Linked DNA regions of Zea mays: region 1 is linked to region 2. A link is a contact called in public Hi-C data. All regions are on one chromosome and are shown on one strand. The core of a region is the stretch at or near the end of the contact, and the rest is flanking DNA. Distances in the headings are between cores, read along the strand shown.

Evidence for each region. A called contact is a pair of places that touch in the nucleus more often than the background predicts.
Region 1: a Hi-C map of endosperm shows a contact between it and region 2, with 2.7 times the contacts expected there. The contact joins the promoter of LOC100279244 here to the promoter of LOC100283694 in region 2. A contact is called at or near these places in 2 of 25 Hi-C or Micro-C datasets (endosperm and leaf).

What each region holds. Positions count from the first base shown.
Region 1 is chr10:103,869,989-103,875,098 of Zm-B73-REFERENCE-NAM-5.0, reverse strand. It overlaps LOC100279244, which reads right to left and starts at 3,845. Exons shown (of 10, transcript NM_001152265.1): 1 at 3,540-3,845; 2 at 1,482-1,598; 3 at 1,172-1,402. The coding sequence starts at 3,788.
Region 2 is chr10:103,712,164-103,717,579 of Zm-B73-REFERENCE-NAM-5.0, reverse strand. LOC100283694 (NAD(P)H-dependent oxidoreductase) reads right to left here and starts at 4,006. Exons shown (of 2, transcript NM_001156595.1): 1 at 3,212-4,006; 2 at 1,638-2,307. The coding sequence starts at 3,928. The coding sequence ends at 2,083.

The DNA.
Region 1 (5,110 bases), core at 2,596-5,095, 160 kb before region 2:
ATTTCGGGCTTGGTTAAAAAAAATCCCCTTGCTGTGCCCCACCTGCTCTCAGGGATCGATATCCTGCGCCACTCTCCGGCTGGGCCGTTGCAAAGTGGGCAGTTGATCGGCCCGTTAGTGATGGGGGGGCAGGGTTCGAGGGTTTTCTCCCCTTCTCTGTAAGTCTTTCGAATCTTTAATTATTGCTAGACTATTAGTTCCATGTAATGCTCTGAATCCCTACGAGTGTCTTCTCTAATCTACTAGCCTGAATCTCTGTGATGATCTAAACGATTGAAACTTTGCCTTGTTTTTTTTGTTTGTCACCTCTCTACAAAGTACAAACTATTTTTGTTTGCCTTGGTTAGTCTCTTCTTGTGCCTTTTGAACACGTCATTTTGGTCTTTATTTGTGTCAACACCTCCAGATCTTACTCCCAAAGAGAAAAAACACACACACAAATGATTAATCATGTTTAATCTACACTTAATCTTCCTAGGCGCTAAGCAATGTCCTAGTGCTTTTTACAAATTTGCTCCATATTTTAGTTGATTTTTAGTTACAAATTTTATGAGGGGATATAGCTAGCACCATAATTTATGTTTAAAAATATAATATACTTATATCAATATTTTTATAGGTTAGGACTTATAATAACAAATTAACACTAGAAATACGAAATTGTATTAAACTTAATGATTTGAAATTCATAATAAATTTTTAAAACAATTTATTGTGCACACTATCACCTCACAATTTTTTAAATTAAAATCCAACTTGTACGTATTACGTAGAGAAATGAAAAAGACAAATCTTGTTAAGGGATAAATTAAAACGACTAAAATAGTTAAGGGGAGTAAATGGAATCGAACATTCGTTTACTTTGGAGGTAGTAATTTGGACTTTTGCCAATTAAGAATACAATATTTCAATTTCTAGCAATCATATTAGTTGTGGCAATGTCATTGGTATATTCAATTTTGAAGGAAGGCACTACCCTTTTGGCGGATGCTTACCACCAACATATGTATTATGTACCCATGATCAAAGTAACTTATAATCTTTTAAGAAGCAAATTGAACACAACAAGAATAAATGTATAGGAAGGTTACTTTATTGTAGAAAATCAAGAGATACAAAAAACTAAGAGATCAAAGATATGGCTAGACATTGTTAAAAGTTAGCTATATACCTTAAGACCAAGAAGTTTGATCTGGGCACTGGCCTTGGGAAATTTATATTTGCTCTTCCATAAGAGCTTTTGAATTTCTTTGCTCAAAGGATTTCTCTCACAATTTCCCTCTGGATGATTTTGAGGAGCAAGGTTATCCTTATGTGTACTAAGGAATCGACAAGTTAGTCCATATGGACACAAATGTCCCAGTGCAGTAAATGGGCATGTGCCTTCAAGGTCAGCTGGTTTCTGCACACGAAAAGGCAATTTAGGATTAAATAAGTTATAAAATTCACTAACAATTTATATAGCCAAATAAAAAGAATACCTGAGACAAATAAGCATTTATGTCATGGCTGAAATGACAAGAAGTACCATATTTGCATGAGTCCACATTTCCACTTTTCCCTACTTCGATACAAAGGTGAGAAGTAGATTTTTGTTCCTGTGCAATATAATAAGTTCAGTGGATATTATTGCCGGTACAATGAGGAAACAAAAAACTACCAACCTACCACCAAAATAAGCGGTGTATAAGCATGCAAAGATAATAAACAGTTCTGAAGTGCAGGAATATGAGGTATATTTCACTGATGATTATAAAAAGAGAAACATATGCTAAACTTGCAGGTTTTAATAGTAATAGTACTCCCTCTGTCCCAAATAAATCAACTTCTAGAGTTGTCCTAAGTCAAAGTATTTAGAGTTTGACCAACTTCGTAGAAAAGAGTACCAACATCTATGACCCCAAATAAATATACCATTAAATTATACTTCACATGGTATCTGATGGACTTAGATGTCGTAAATATTTGTGCGTGTATCTATAAATTCAATCAGATTTTAGATCGTTTGACTTTCTAGAAGTTGAATTATTTTGGGATGGAGGGAGTACTTAACATATATGTGCCCCAAATAATAACTCAGCATTAACTTGTTTTCAAGTCGTCTAATTAATCGCGATTAATCGTCAAAGTCGGTTTGGACCAATCGCGATTAATCATCCAAGTCGGTTTGGAACAATCGCGATTAATCGCCAAGTCCTCCGACTAATCATGATCAATGCCATTAAGCATGGTTATTTTACAAGTGTCAAAAGAAATGGAGAAGTACAATGTCATTCCCAATTTCCACCTTAGGAGTAGGATATAAAATTCCTGACTAACCAACAGAAATAATGATTAACATAAATATTCCAGATTACTAAATCAAGCAATAATTGGGTGTGGATGTCAAATACAGATATTGCAAACAAAAAAACCATGGTCTTCACTTTTCAACATGCTATGATTTGACAAAATTTAATATAGGGTCTGTTTGGTTGGGCTGTGGCTGTGAAAAAAGCTGATGTGGGCTGTGAGCTGTGAGAAAAGCTACTGTGGGCTGTGAGCTGTTAAAAAGCTAAAAAGTGTTTGGTGGAAACCACTAAAAGTCGCTAAAAGTTTTTTCATATATATTTTCATAGTTCTATCCAAAAGCCGCTAAAAGCAGATCCAGAGGTGCTTTCAGTTTTGCACTGCAAGAAAGTCGGCTTTTAGAAAAAGCTGCTTCCTAGATCCAGTCCTTTGGTTTGGCTTTTGGCTTTTAGGGGGTAAAAGCCAAAGCCAAAAGTCAAACCAAACACACCCATAATACATACCACTCACATAACAATCAGAAACCTTGAAATGCCACATGATCTAGCTACCAGTTGGCCCATGCTATGGAAATCAGGTGCCTAGAAGGTAGAAGCTTGTTTTCTAAAAAAAAAAGCAAACACTACATGAATCCAGGGGCGACTTCTAGATTTTATTTCCTCTCTTTACACTAAATTTGTAGAGCTTCCGGCATGTTCCAATAAGCTAAAAAGTAAGTTTTATAGGATGGCGGTTAGACCTGCTATATTGAATGCTGCAGAATGTTGGCCTACAATGAGTGTCGCGGAAATGCATTGTGTTGGAATTTATGGTCATAAGAAGGATCGAGTGTGGACTGTGGAGTGATATATACAATAAGCTAGGGATAGCACCGATTGAAAAAAAAACTTTGTTGTTGTTGTTCCAGTATATTTGTCGTTTTTTATAATATTCAAACAGGTGGAAACATCATCTTCTGTTAATTAATGCAAAGACCCGTGATTCTCATGCATGTTCTAGAAAAACAGAGCTCAAACTACAGGTTGCTAAACCCTACTACGCAACAAGGTAACAATTTGATACGCATACACAGACGCACAAGTCACAGGAATCGGCACGGTTTTGAGCACAAGTTACAGCACGACGTAAATAGCGCCGTCGTGAAACAATTGCACTGATCTGCCGACATTTCAAGAAGCACCTAGCAAGCAGAGCCCAATGAAAGCTGAGACAGCAGAGCAAGCACCCTGCGTCGCTACCGCGGTGGTTACCTGCTGCCGCTCGCGCTTGAGCTGGCGCTTGGACTTCTTCTCCACCTTTACGACGGCCCCGCCGCCGGCGGCTTTACCCTCCTCCTTGGGTGCCTCACGGACGGGAGGCGGGCAGAGGAAGGCGGGCTTGACGGGGGCGACGGCGCGGGCTACCAGCTCCGCCGGGGTGGGACGAGCAGGAGTGGGAGCATCAGCTGTTACTGCAAGCAAGGCATCCGGCGGGTCGGTGGCCGGCGTGGTCGCAGCCATGGTGGAGGTGTGGCGGCGGCGCACCGAGGCAGGCTAGGGGAGTACGGGATGTACAGGCAGCAACGAGGGTTTTATGTAACGGGAACTTTGGCAGTGCAGCCCATAATGGAGTACTCTTTGTTTTACGGAACAATTGGATCTATACCATTAAAAGATCCAAACTTTAGATATATACCATGGACCCCACATGTCATTGACTCATGTGGACCCACATGTAAGTGAGATAGTAATGGTATGGATCCAAAGTGGTGATCTTTTAATGGTATGGATCCAAATTTCCCTTGTTTTACTGAAACTATGAAATCAAAAGAAAATAATGTCCTATGGTTAAGAGCAACTGCCCTAAACACATAAACAAATTAAAATATAGGTCTAATCAAGATAAGACAGTTTTACCAGGAGCCCTATTTCATAAAATTTATCTAAATATTTGTTGTAGCGAAGACGGAAAGCTCCCTCGATCCCTCTTGCCTCTCACACTAACCTATTGTTGAAATGTTGGGCCGAGTTCGCCCCTTCACTCTAATGAAGTAGACAACCTGATGGACTCACCCGAGGGGTGGCCTTCGTTCAGCACGCGAAGGCTCATCAAGATCTAGTCCTCGTACCGTATGGTCTTAGGCGGCGGCGTTCTTCCGATCTAGGTCAACCTGTCGGTGACCTGTGTGGGTATGAAACCTGGTGTAATAGGAAAGTATGTACTTACCATATTGTAATTACCTTATTGTACAATGCATGTCGGGAATATATTTAGTAGCAGGGGGCATAACTGTATTTAGGTTCACCTGCTACCCTGTCGCTTAGGACATGTTTAACAAAGCATTTGCGCTCCCGATCTATTGTTTTTCCCTGCCTCCTGTTTTCCTGCTCCCGAGTGCTTGGTTCGCGGTTTTCTGTGCCAACATTTGGCGACGACCGTTTGTGCTCCGAACACCGACTTCCACGATGGCTCCTGTCGGTGTTTAGAGTCCGACCGCACACCCGGGGTTACCCCTCGCGGTGCTTTTGGATAGGACGGTGTTGTTGACTGTAACTCAATGGTTCGTGCGAGATGCACGAGAGACGACATGCAATTTTCTACAGGTTCGAGCCGCTTGGAGAGGCGTAATATCCTACTTCCTGGTGTGGATCTTTATGTGGTAGGCTACAAGGGAAGTCTCCAAGATGGAGAAAAGCTAGTGATATAGGTAGATGGTTGATGGAAATGATGGGGTACCTCCTAGGCCTTATATACTCGACCATGGGGCACTACATGCGTATGTGATGAGTACGTATACCCTAAATAATAGTGAACCGACTGAACTGAACTTCCTACAATCTTG
Region 2 (5,416 bases), core at 2,757-5,256:
GGGCCTCAAAAGATTTGGCTCCACAAGGTGTAAAGGTCATGCATTGCATAACTTATAAATCAAACGGGCGGTGGCGCGCGGGGGATGCGTAGAATAGGGGCACATCATATATATTAGTAAGTGTAAACCCAATAGGTAAACATGGATTAGTTACCTAGATTGACCTACCCCGTGCTAAAGCAATAATAATTTGAATTTGGTGCTTTCTTTTGTTATCCTTCGTGCATCATATAGATATTATGTGCGCTAGTTACGAGACTGTCCCTAATTGTTGTGAAAAGCATTGTGCAATAACAAAATAGTCTCTATGGATGCTGCTCCAACAAGTGGAATTGGTAAGATATTCACCAGAATTACAACTTTGCTACTAACAACCCTCTTTATGAGCGCTTTGGAGATTAGATGACAAATGGCCACAGATAGTAGAAAACTCACATTTCTGTGGATAGAGATTTCAAACAAGATTACACAACTCAAGTTGATAAGGGTGAGAACCTTTAAAAGAGGAAGTAAAGGCAAAGAAGGAGATCAAGGGCCTAGATTGAGTGCATACACCTATAGTTCATGCAACACCCTAAAATTCTAACTTAGGATTTTGGAGAAATTCTTCAAAGGTTTTGATATATATATATATATATATATATATATATATATATATATATATATATATATATATTCTTACCTTGGAAATTACTTCTCCTAAAATGAACACCTTTTCTAATAAAAGATCAAATGAAAAGATCACTAAGTGAATTAAGTTATCCCCTTTGTAGACCTATACATCGATAAGTACTCTCTAAAGAAGTTTAAGTAAATCATATCTTGATATAAACTATACAATAGAAATTATTTCCCTAAAATAAAGTACCTATGGGTAAATCATATAGCTGGAAGCATTTGCAAAAATAGGATAATAAATAGATAAATATAAAATATATAGTAAAGCATCCATGCTGGAGTTTTGATTGTGCATATGAATTTGAAATTTGGGATTCAAAACTTAGTTTTGAATTAAAAACTGAAATAGGAAACTGAAATAAAATAGAAAAGAAAAGAATAAATTAAAAAAAACCTATCCTGGGCCAAAATCCCTTGTCTCGGCCCAACTCACTCCCGTCCGCGAAATGTAACGTTTGAGTTTGACTATGAATACCTAATGGTCTCATTTATCAAAAGCTTTCTCAAAGCCAATTTTCAGATTAGTACTTTCTTCTCGGAGTGATGATAGAGGTGAAGTAAATGAAAAACTCATGCTAGGCAGTCTTGTATTGTACTTCCTTTAATGAAGCGATACTAGTTTGCATGCACCAGCTGCAAAATATCTAGATGACAAAAAGCTTGGTAATGCTCTTCTAAGAGTAATTCAACATATGGATCGATCTGTAATCATCCACAACTTCAGAGTTAGATTTCTTCGGAATTAGAGCAATACGTGAAGAAATTGGGCTGCTTATGTCCATAGAAGTATTGCAGAAGTCTTGAACTAGTCATACAAAATCTTGCTTATAATGCATGATGGCCAAACACTTTTTGATAGAGTCCATTGAAGCCATCTGGTCCTATTGCATGTCTATTTGACATGCCTTTTATCAACACATAAATGTGGAATATTTAGGTAGTTCAACATTCTCAAATATGTCAGAGATAACATCAGCTATGAATAAATAAGCCTTCTCTTGTATCTTTTCGGCAATGACTTTGTATATGTGGCTCATGATTACAATCTATCACTTAGATGGTGAATGCTGTTCATGTGATGAAATATGATGAGCTGGGATGTACTCGTCATAGGCCAAGCACTATCGATCCAGATATTTGGTTTAATGACACAAAATCAAGTTATTATTTGGCAAACTAAAGGTTGTACATGATCTAAGAAAAGCCCTAATAATCTTAATCACTAGCAGTACTACCACACCCAACCTAGCTAGAATGCAACAAAATGTATACTGACATGCAAGGCAATTGTCCAGGACCAACTGTTAGTCCACATTCATTCAGAGAGTATTCCGAAGATATTTCCCCACAGCAGCAAGCAACAACGATGTCGACAAACAATAGATACAACAGCTACATGGTATCTCATATCTCCCCGTCCCATAGCTCCTCCAAGGTCTTGTACGGCCCGTCTGGTGACAAAAAGAACTCTGCACGGCATGCTCTCCTCTGTGGAATCCCCATGATCTTCTCCTTGTCATCGACGCTCAACTCCCAATCGAAAAGCTCCATGTTTTGCTTCAACCTCTCCTTGTTAAAGCTCCTCGCCACAAAGCACACCCCTTGCTCGTGAAGCCACCTCAACGCTACCTACACATATAAATGGAGATGATGATCAGCTCATAAATAGGTCACAGCTGCATTGCTACAACATTTAAAAAAACATAGGGTGTGTTTGGTTCCTTTATTAGTCACCCTCCTAGACTTTAGTCCTTATAATTTTTATTTGGGAGGCCTCACTTAGTCATATTGTTTAGCAGCTTAAGAACTAAAAGTGACACTAAAATTTAGGAGGTGGCAACCAAACACCCCTTTAGTTATTCCAATAAACACAATTTTGTCTTTTTCTAAATAAAAAAAGTTATAAAGTAGGAGGAAGAATACAGTACCATGTCCTAAACAGTTCACCCAAATTAAACAGCTTATGTTCAATTCAAGAAAGGAATTATCTTGATTATTCAAAGAAACACTTATTGTGTGTATATATAAACAGTAGGGCTACATCATGTGATAAAACAGAAGAGTTTACCCACGTTTTTCCTTTTTTTAAAGAAGTGATTTATCTAAGTTGTGGTACTATTTATATAAACCATAGGAGTTAAATAATTGATTAGGTCACTCCTAATCCAACGACGACGTCCCAACCCAAAAACTATAAGACAGTTTTACTTGTCATGTCATATATAGATAATACATATAGAAACTTTGGTTTCCTTTGGATCTTGGTCTCTTCTTTCTCCTTCTTAATGCAAAGAAGCGCAGTTCGAGAAAAAAAGAAATACATATAGAAACCATACTCTAAGTAGCTAGTTTTTTAGAACAAATCTTATTTATTATTATATACATTTTCTCTTCTCCGTCATCCACTTAGAAACAGTTTTTTTATACATATAGAAACAGTTTTTTTATGCATTTAGTGGATATGGTCTATATTTCGATAATATAAAACCGACAATCCAATCTTTCCCCCTTTTGCTTTTAAATTTTTACTTACCTGAGCAATGGTCTTGCCTCTCCTGGCGGCGATGTCCTCCAGCGCGCCGCTTTCCATGACGGCGTTGGATCCCCACGCCGTGCCGATCGCGCCCAGCGGCGAGAAGGCGGTGACGACGACGCCGTTCTTGGCGCAGGCCTCCCTGACCTTCTCTTGACGCCAGCCGACGTTCACCTCCACCTGGTTCACAGCCGGCGGTACGGCGGCGAAGGCGAGCAGCCGGGACATCTTGGCCGCAGAGAAGTTGCTGACGCCGACGGACCTAGCAAGGCCGATGCGGTGGCACTCCTCCATGGCGTGCCAGACGCCTTCCATGTCGAACGGCACGGGCTTGTTGTTCTCGTCGGCGGCGACGGGCCAGTGGACGAGGAAGAGGTCGAGGTAGTCCAGGCCTAGGCGGGCCAGCGACTCCCGGATCGCGGGGAGCACGCGGTCCGGATGCGCGTCCTTCATCACGAGCTTGGAGGTGATGAAGAGGTCAGCGCGGGAGGTGACGGCCCCCGCAGCGACGGCGTCGGAGACGGCGGCTCCGACCGCCCCCTCCGTGCCGTACATGGAGGCCGTGTCGATGTGGCGGTAGCCAAGGCGGACGGCGTGGAGGATGGTCGCCGGCAGATCCTCCGGCGTGCTGGAGGAGCCGGTCCCGAAGCCCAGCACGGGCATCGCGTGGCCCGTGTTGAGCACCACGCACGGGATGCTTGCTGACACGCCGGCCATCGTTTGTTGGGCAGTTGGTCGGTCAAACGATGGGTTCGTGCGCTTCTTCGTTTCTAGGACTGGGCACTTTAAAATCGGAAACTGAACCGTACGTCGAACCAAACCAAAACCGAGCCGGCAACCCCGCCCCTCGATGTCCGGAGCCCCCAGCTGGCAGTCGGCCACTCCCCCAGTCGGACCCCCTCCGCTGGCTGCTGGCCCGCGTGGTAGCACCACCAGCCTCCACCCGCCGTTGCCACCGATTGGTAGGTGCCATCCAGCAGCCACGCCGTTCAAACCAAGTGCCAGCCGGTCGCCATCGCCAGCAACCCCGCCACTATTGTTGCTATTTGACCATTTCCATCTTATTCCACTTTTGCTCGTGTTTACAGCTCCCTCCGTCCCTCACCTGCTCCATCCGATCGAATACGGATGTATATCACTGAAACCATATTTGTTTTTATATTTTTATTCGGATTCAAAATTTATACGGATAACTTCGGGTACAAATATTCTCAGATACAAATACAGATAGTTATGTCAAATACGTAACTAGTTAGACATGGATATTATCGGTAACGAATTTTTTATCGGATATCGTGTAAAACATAGTTCCACGCATATCATGGTCATAGTTGTAATCATGTATCCACTCCTTGAGTCCAAACATTTTTAGCATTATATGTGTACATATGTCGCGTTTTTTTAAAAATTCGTGAATTTTAAGCTATTTGCGTATTATTAATTTAATTTGCATAAAATCATCAAAATGTAAATAAGTTACCAAGACTAATAAACATTATATAAGAATATAACCTCAAGCTCCACATGAAAATGATAAAGTGAAGTATTGATTATGTTCAAACTTGGATACTTAGTGTGATTTCACGTGTAATTCACGCAACAAGTGGAAGTGAAATGAAAGAAACACTAGCATATTGTGGATTTTATGGTCCAAATATTTTGGAGGGTTATATGTGAACATATGTTATGCCTCCACAAAAAATAATGAAGTTCTGAGGCTATTTGTATATTATTAATTTCTTTCTAAAAAATCAACAAAATGCACACATATATCCGGATAAGATATCCGGATATCCGAGAAGATTTATCCGAGAAAATATTCGGATATTCGATATCCGATAGATATCAGACATATTGTATTCGAATTCGATATCCGATCAGAATATCCGTATTCGTATCTGTTATCCGAAAAAGTCCGGATATCCGAAAATTCCATCCGAACAAGTGTTCACCATCTTCGAATCTGGATCTGGACGGATGTTTCCGAACCATATTACATCCCTAGCTGCTCCAGTGCTCATGGGTCTAAGGCTTCCAGCCGACCAGATCAATCCCATTTTCAGATCCGGTACAACGATGGCAGCGGCAAGCACATATGTATCCTCCAATGTATGTGAAAGGGAATTAGGCTTACAGCTAGTTCCTAAATGATTTTGGTGGTTGAATTGCCCAACACAAATAATTGGACTAACTAGTTTGCTCTAG